3 separate regions of the Gossypium hirsutum genome follow, and all the other regions are linked to region 2. A link is a contact called in public Hi-C data. All regions are on one chromosome and are shown on one strand. Each heading gives the region's core, a stretch centred on a gene start, on an enhancer-like site or on the middle of the called end of the contact. The rest is flanking DNA. Distances are from core to core; before and after follow the strand shown. Region 1 holds the start of LOC107951039 (transcription factor UNE12). Region 2 holds the start of LOC107902292 (calmodulin). Region 3 holds the start of LOC107950993.

Region 1 (2,700 bases), core at 115-2,614, 430 kb before region 2:
GACAATTTTTGGAAGCTATGAACATGAAACCTACTAGACATTAAACCAGTTTCTCCTGGTAGATGGGGCCATTAAACAAAGACCGGTTTACTTAACTACAAATCAAGGAATCAACTACTAGTTATTTTACAGAAGATTTTTTAGATTTTTATTTCACTACTATGACCCTAGCTTTCAAGTTCCAAATACATGCCCTTCAATTCTTGAAAAAAAAATTAACTTGTGAAGTACAACTCTTGTTTAATTTTGGATTCAGGTTTACAGCAAATCAGCAGTTGAATAGTCTTCAATGATTGAATAATCTTACTCTGCCAGTTAGTTAATGACTTAAGCAACTCTAAGACATTGATGTACTGTATCCTTTGTAAATATCAAAACTTGGCATCCCACAATAGTAACTCCCACCAAACCCTGTCATGTTTTCCTTTGTCTTCTCTGCTATCAGACAGAAACAGGCATGGTATAGTAACATGAAAAAAGATCAAACAGACAAATATGCTGTCACCCCAAGTTTGACAATCTAAAACTTAAAATAATCCAAAAAGGACAAATGCACATACTCCATTTACAGAGGAGAAAATTGACAATAATTAAATATAATTATATTTAGTTATCAGCACCATAAAACCTAGCTTCTAAGTCAAGCTCCTGAAAGGAAATTCATATATAAAAAGAGGGAAAAAACTTTTAGAGGGAAAAAGTTTTTTTTTAAGTGATAAAGTATTATTTTTCTTACATTTTTTACAGAAGAAGCTCGGTCATCAACGACCCCGTTCCGAAACCGCTTCCCACTACCGGAAGCTTCCTCGGGTTTCAAAAACCCGCCTTTCCCTTGCTCCAAGCTCAAGCCCAAGGGGAAAACCTGCCCATGAAACGCACCGCCTCCACCGCCGCCGATTCCACCGATATGAGCGGCGCCATCACCGGAGCTGAGCTGCAAAAACATTGGAGCTCCAGCTCCAGCAGCGGTTGCAGCCAATCCAGCGTCGGATCCAGCTAAGCCCGTTTCGGAGGGCGCAAAGTTAGGGAGGCCGAGGATTTGCTCGAGGAAATCATCGGCGGCGGGGGCCTCGTTGGTGTTATTAGCCATGAGAAAGCCGGAAAAAAGATAGCAGCGGAAAGTGAGTCCAAGTAGCGGCGATAGGGACTAACCAAAGAGCATCTACATGCAAAGGAAATGGCGAAACTGAATTGAACCAAAAAAAAATATAATAAAAAAGCAAAATAGAAAGTTTGGAGTTTTGGCTTTCCTCTTCTTTTTTTCTTCAGCTCTGAGAGAGAATCAGAAAAAGACAAATATATACAAAGAAAAAGAGGGAAGGAAAAAGGAGAATGCTTTTATATTATTTTTCTTTTCCTCTCTTTGAATCGTGGTTAAAAACATAACGCTTTTTGTTAAAGGGCTTCGAGTTTCACCTAAATTACGTGGCAACCCTTTTTTCTCTCTCTTGTTTTTTACACAGTAAATCAAGCACTTTATGTGTGTTTGAATACAGGATGCGACGTGTTTATTTTTTGATTTTACTGTTACTGTTATTTTTATATTAATTCTAATTAAACGTATAATATCATCATAATTTCTTGTTTGAATTTTGAATTTTTTTCCATTCTAAGATGATTTTAAAATAAAAAAAAGTCTTTAAAATATTTTATATTTTAAATATTGATAATAAATTAATTTAAATAAAATATTAAAAATTAAAACAATTTTATGAACGAAATTCTTGAAAAAATAAAAAGAAATTTAATTTTAATTTTTTTATATATTAGCACAATTTTATCCAATGTAGAACTATTTGTTAACAATCATAAATCTAAGTTAATTTATTGTATCACCAAAAAGGGGTTCAATTTATTTTTTAAACTTTAAATAGTATCCATCATGGGCTTTTAAATTAGATAAAAATGTTGGTTTTAAAAATTAATTCAACAAACAAATTAAATCAATTTGTAGCATATTTATTGGAATAGAGTAGTTTTGAAGAAAGAAGGGAAAACATATTACGCTTTTTTATCTTACGGTCGAATTCTCTAACGATCAAAGTGTCAACTGCCATGAAAAAAAAAACAATTAATTTTTATCTCTATAGAAACTCAAATCTTCTCCTATTTTTTTAACTAAAAACAATTAATAAATTAAACTCTTAATTTTTTTAAGTCGAGTACAAATATTAAATTTATTCATAAATTACCTTGCATATAAATATTTTTAAATACATCATTTAAAAAATAATAATTGAAATAATCAATAAAATAATATCTATTTTTTTCTTGGATCCTAAATCAGCTTCTAACATATTAATTATCATATAAATCAATCTCTTTAAAATATTATTCTAGAAACTAAAAAAATTAAAGCAAAAAATATTATAAACACTAATAAGAATATTAATCATTAAATTTTTATAATTTTTTATTATTAAAATTATAAAGATAATTTCAATTTAATTAAATTAATTTTTAAACCATAATTTGTAACACTCCTAACTTATATTCGTCGTTAGAACAGGGTTACGAAGCATTACTGGAATAAACAAATCAAAACAGACATTTCAAATTATTTAACATCCATGTCAGATATTATTCATAAAGTCCCTTATATGAGCGCTTGAGACCCAAAACATTCATTAGAAACAAGTTGAGATTAATCCAGGTACTCAGAGAATTTTTTTCGTGAAATTTCAAAATTTTTCCTAGGTG
Region 2 (2,722 bases), core at 27-2,526:
TTCTGGTTCTGCCTTTGTTGTTCAGTCAAAGAAGCTCTCAGTCAACAATCAATAAATAAGTTTACTTTGGCACATAATTGATAAGTGTTTTCTAATAGCCCCTTGTAATCATCTCTCATTCATCTCCCACCTCGGTCTTTCGTGATATGAAGATGGAATTGATTTCTTTGGTCTATGAGATTATCTAGATCTCTTCTAGTCTTTTAGGTGCATACATTTTCAGATGATGCTTGATTACTGGAACTGAAAGAAGAGCTATAAGATGTATGGAACTGATGTATTTGGTACAGCTCTACCGATTTGTGTTTACTGTATTAAACTCTTTACTTGGTTCAGCATCATGGACATTGGATTGTAGATAACTATCTTGATTCATTCAACCCTAAGCCCCAATCCATTCTTACTGTGCTGTTAATATAACCTGGGCTATATTTTTATTATACTGTTAACATTGAGCTCATGGGATATAATATACTTTCTGCATCTGGCACTCACCGGTGAACATGAATTCATGGAACTGAAGTGAAAGCAATCATCATTTAATTTTTGATTTTATCATTCTTTATCTTATGCAGCTTGGACCTAAGGCAGAGGATGTATCAAAGCCGGTAAATCCGTTTGTATTTCTCTTACGCTTCATGTTGGGTGCCACTGCAGCAGCATATTATGTACTGGTTCCTATCTACATGTGGCTCAAAGATCAAATTGTACCAGAGGGTCAACCAATCTAAAGAAAGAAATGAACTTCTGCTGTTCTGCCCTTCCAAGTTGCATACATCTCTTTAGTATATATATATATATCCTATGCTAGACCATGAAGGGTGTTTTGCATTTCTGAAATAAAACCTAACCTTTCAAGTAAATTCAACCTCTTCTTTTTTCTTTAGCTTTGGATATATTTTCGTCAATGTCCGTTTTATGGTTCATCAAAACCAGTCGTCCCTCCTAAGTTTTGGATATACTTTAAAGCTGCATCTATAAATGAATAATAATATGAGATGTTTTATATTTGAGTTTGTGTGTCACTTAATTTCTTTCCGAAAACTTTATTTCTTGGATATTTTATCTGCCAAAACCATCTGAAATACTCAATTGATCTGAAATGGATATGTTTGTTCAACATTGACTGCCACTTTTTCATTTTTCTTTTCCAATTAGCCAGTATTTAAATCATCATTTGTAATCATGATTATTTTAAGCAATCGAATTTGCATCTATCTCTATCATGTGATGCCTAGAAAAACAAATTCTACTACAATACTTTTGACCACTGTGTTGAATAACCTTTTCTATAATCGAATTCCCACCTTTACAATCTTTTTGTTCGCACGATTGTGATGTCGATCAATTAAATAGCTATGCTAACTAAACTAAACTAAAGAAAGAAAGAAAAAAAAAGGGTGATCCTGTATCTTTATTCAATAGGTTGCACTAATTTTCTAGAAAATTCTTTCTTTGAATACAACTTAGACTAATCCAAAAAGTTTTTGTCTCATTTTTTTTCTTACCCACTCCCTTTTTATATATAATCTTACATAGAAGGCCAGTATCACATTCCCATTTCTTCATTCTTCGACACAAGCATAGAGTTTTCATTAGTTCAGCATGGCAGATGATCAAGTTGCCGAGTTTCGGGAAGTGTTTTGCTTGATCGATAAAGATTCAGATGGTATGCCATCATTCCTTTTTTGGGTATGAGACCCTTCGATATCTAGTCACGTTGCAGTCGAACTAGGTCGACTGATGTTGGGCATACTTTTCCATTCTTTGAAACACATGTTTACATTGATGTAAAATTATTGCAGGTTTCATTACCATGGAAGAGCTGGCATCAGTGATCCAGACATTAGATGATGCAAACCCTATAAAAGAAGATCAAAACATGATGATGATGATGGTGATTAACGAGGCTGATGATATTGAAAGAAAAGGGAAGATTGACTCTGTAGATTTCGTGAATATTATGGCTAGAAAAATGCAGGTAAATAAAAATAAAACCAATAATGCTCATGTTTTGTTTTGTTTGATGAGGCAAATAATGAATTGAACTTGTAGGAAAATGAGGTGGATGAGCTAAAAGAAGCTTTCAAAGTATTCGACCGGGATCAAGATGGATTTATATCAGCAAATGAGGTTTAAACACACACTGTAACATATCTTTCTTTGCAACATTGAATCATTGGTACATGGAGTTGACCAAAAACCCATGTTTGAAATGCAGTTAAGACAAGTAATGATGAACATGGGAGAAAGACTGACAATGGAAGAAGCAGAACAGATGATCAGAGAAGCCGACTTAGATGGTGATGGAGTTGTGAGCTTTGATGAGTTTGGAAGGATGATGATGGTGACCCTATGAAACTCTTTCATGGATTTGCTTTCTTTGTCGGATATGTCCCCTTCATAGCCACCTATTGTCAGATTGCAAATAACTGTAACCCTTAGATAGATGGTGATACATTTAATAAATAACATCTATACTTCGAGCCTAACCATTCTCCATCATTTATTTGTCTGATATTATATAATAAAAATATGTTATATATACTTCGTTTACAAAAAAAGAAAATAAAAATAAAACTGCGGCTCATCGCGCGAGTAGTATCATTTTCTTGTTCATACCTTCCGCTAAATATCTTTTGCGTCAAGTTACAGAAACTCAAACCTCACATGACACCTACCTATACACTATCCACACAAATCTATAAATAATTATATAACA
Region 3 (2,784 bases), core at 265-2,764, 290 kb before region 2:
AATCAAGCCATTAGCATAGGAATCGGATACTAGCATAAATATCTGTATGACAAATTTGAAGACGAGTTAATAATACAAATAAAAAGGGAGAAAGAAAGTACCGGCGGGGCAAGAGGGAGATTTTTCCCAGCAAGATTTGCAGATAGAAGCATCATATCCAAGGGTCAGTAATCCATCAGTGACCATTTTCCTGCAAAAATCATCTTTACTCTTACAGATCTTGTTCTTCTCCACAATCTTCGCCGTATCCGCCAATAAAATCTTTTCACTCACACTCATAGGACAAATCAAATTCTGTTCCATAAAAGATGAGCTACACATTTAAAAAATAAGCTACAATTTTACAATTTAAGGAAAAAGGCGGAAAATATTGTAATACCTTTAGGATTTCAGATGCTTCAGCGGGAGAATTAAGATTGGAGTCACCAAAGAAACTATCCATATCGTCTTCGGAGCTGTCGCTGCAGTTACGGTTGAAGCAGTTACAGCGGTTACGGCTGCATCTAACAGCACAAGATTGTTGTTTCTCGTTGTTTTCTTCTATGAAATTCTGAACCATCTTGGCCAAGCAAACAGAGCTCGGCTCGAACTCACCGGCGTATTCCTTGCTTAAAGGGAGCTCATCGGCGGCGATGGTACCGATCTTATCCGTCGTGGAATTTCTTAGAACGCTAGGGAACGGCCGTTCAAACAGCCGCTTGAACCTCGATTTCACCAAAGGCTTTACTGTTTCCGACCGCGGCAGCGCTGCCTCTTCTAGCGTGTTGAAATCGATCGGCTGGATCTTCATTGGGAAAGGCATGTTTCTCGGTCTTCAAAAAAAAAAAGAAAAAAAAAGCCGCTTCTACCTTTACTACGGCAACACTTCAAACTCTCGTTGATTCTTCTCTTTCTGATGAGATCAGCACACGCAATTGACACAGAAATTCATGTTGGAGAGACAAAAAATAATGCAGTTAATCAAGACACGAGACTCTTAACTCTTAACGTTGATTATAATATACAATTATTTGCTTCTCATTTGCCAAACAAGGGATGGAATAACTTCATAACTCTGCTAAGTAGAGTCGCTTTGCTTACGAGTTTTTTTTTTTTTCACTTTTTTTTTCAGATACGGTTAAAGTTACCGAAACACGCAACAGCCCGAGAACATAATGTTATTTCCATGGGAATTCACGCGAAGATTGTGAGTGACCAGCGAGTCCATTTTTCCGGCAACAACTCGCCGGCGAAGAGAACGAGAATTAAGAAATAAAACCGATGAAACAAGAGGTGGTGAAAAAGCCAGAAAATGGAAATGAGATGAGACTGTTAGCAGGGGCAGTGGTCCAGGGCCTTATAAAGGGTGGAGGGGTAGGGATATCTGACGTGGACCTGTTGACAAAATTTTGAAGTCCTACGTGGCGAAATATTTAATCCGTTGAATTTGGGCTACGTGTTGAACCGTGAACCGGTTCATTTTTAGTGGTGGTTACACGATGCCACGTAAAGGAGCGTGACGATAAGGTGCCGGTTTCCGTAATGGAGTCCCATGGTACTCAGGCGCTGTTAATTAGTGAAGTTAATTTAATAGGGTTTAGATAAAATTACCTAATTGGACCTCAAAGGTTGTGGTTAATTTGCTACGTCAATAGTCATCATGACTAGGAAAAAGCAATGAGAGTGTGGGTAGGATAGTCTTTTCAGTAAATTATGGTAAATTAGTGGGAAAGTGATAGGGGAGGTTAAAACTGGAAAGTACAAGTACATGGGAAAAGGTGAGGTCCACAAATCAATGACGGTTTTATTGCTTTTTTGGGATTAAAGGGGGGTGTTAAAGTAAAACGGGAAGACTGTGGGGGGGGGGGGGGGGGGCTAAATAGGGAAATCAGTGGACTTTTCCTTCCGATGCATTAAACCAGTTACCTGATGTCGTTTAGGATTAAGGAGGACACGAGTTGTTTGGGTTACGAATGAGATGTCATTTATTGCGTGTCTATTCCCAAGTTCCTATACTTTAAAAATGTTTCAGATTTAATTCTTGTATTTAAAAAATTAAATTATTTTATTTTTTCAATTTAAATATCCTAATTGTTAGTATTTTTTAAAAAAAATTGTCATTATATTATATTTATTTTTTAACAATCATATGCCTTATTATAGTTTAATTAACATGGTAAATTTTGATATAAATATTAATAATTTTAATGATTAGTTCAAAATTTAAAATTAAAAAATTAATTAAATTTTTTTTAAATACATGGGCTAAATGTCAAACTTGATCAAAACACATGGATTGTATTTGTGTATAAATTATAATATTAATAGGATAATACATACATATTTTCTCCAAGGTTGGTTTCATATTTGCAAATAAGTTTTATGTGATTCCCACATGACACGTAACATTTTTATTAAAATTCTATGTAGTCAAATCGATATGGAGAATTGGTTTAATATCTATGTTCATCTCTCTCTCCCTTGTTTTTTCAAAGTCAAAATAAAAATTGCTTAAAAAGTTGTCAGTAAATAAAGAGTGATTTTTAAATAATAATAAAAAATACAATTTAATCATTTTAATTTTAAAAATTGTGATTTGGCGGTTAAATGGCACATTTTTTTTATTAGAAAAGAAGAAAATCAATTATTATATTTTTATGAATAATATATGTGTGAAATGCATGTATTCATATTTATATATCTTCTTATAAAATATTGTTTTCTAATATTATTAATTTTTATTAAAATTTAGTTTTGAAGGACAATCTGACACCTTTACAAACTCTTTATCTTTCTACTTGTTTG

What was found. Hi-C and Micro-C count contacts between places; a contact is called where the count stands out from the background.
Region 1: a contact with region 2 is called in a Hi-C map of leaf, with 2.2 times the contacts expected there. The contact joins the promoter of LOC107951039 here to the promoter of LOC107902292 in region 2. A contact is called at or near these places in 2 of 34 Hi-C or Micro-C datasets (both in leaf).
Region 3: a Hi-C map of leaf shows a contact between it and region 2, with 2.0 times the contacts expected there. The contact joins the promoter of LOC107950993 here to the promoter of LOC107902292 in region 2. A contact is called at or near these places in 2 of 34 Hi-C or Micro-C datasets (both in leaf).

Annotation. Positions count from the first base shown.
Region 1 is chrA08:10,693,117-10,695,816 of Gossypium_hirsutum_v2.1, forward strand. LOC107951039 (transcription factor UNE12) reads right to left here and starts at 1,365. Exons shown (of 6, transcript XM_016885930.2): 1 at 737-1,365. The coding sequence starts at 1,090.
Region 2 is chrA08:11,126,771-11,129,492 of Gossypium_hirsutum_v2.1, forward strand. LOC107902292 (calmodulin) reads left to right here and starts at 1,277. Exons shown (of 4, transcript XM_041075847.1): 1 at 1,277-1,692; 2 at 1,806-1,981; 3 at 2,056-2,133; 4 at 2,222-2,492. The coding sequence starts at 1,817. The coding sequence ends at 2,359. LOC107902204 (2-methyl-6-phytyl-1,4-hydroquinone methyltransferase, chloroplastic) reads left to right here. Exons shown (of 3, transcript XM_016828445.2): 3 at 576-1,013. The coding sequence ends at 731.
Region 3 is chrA08:10,837,205-10,839,988 of Gossypium_hirsutum_v2.1, forward strand. LOC107950993 reads right to left here and starts at 1,515. Exons shown (of 5, transcript XR_005900133.1): 1 at 380-1,515; 2 at 102-294.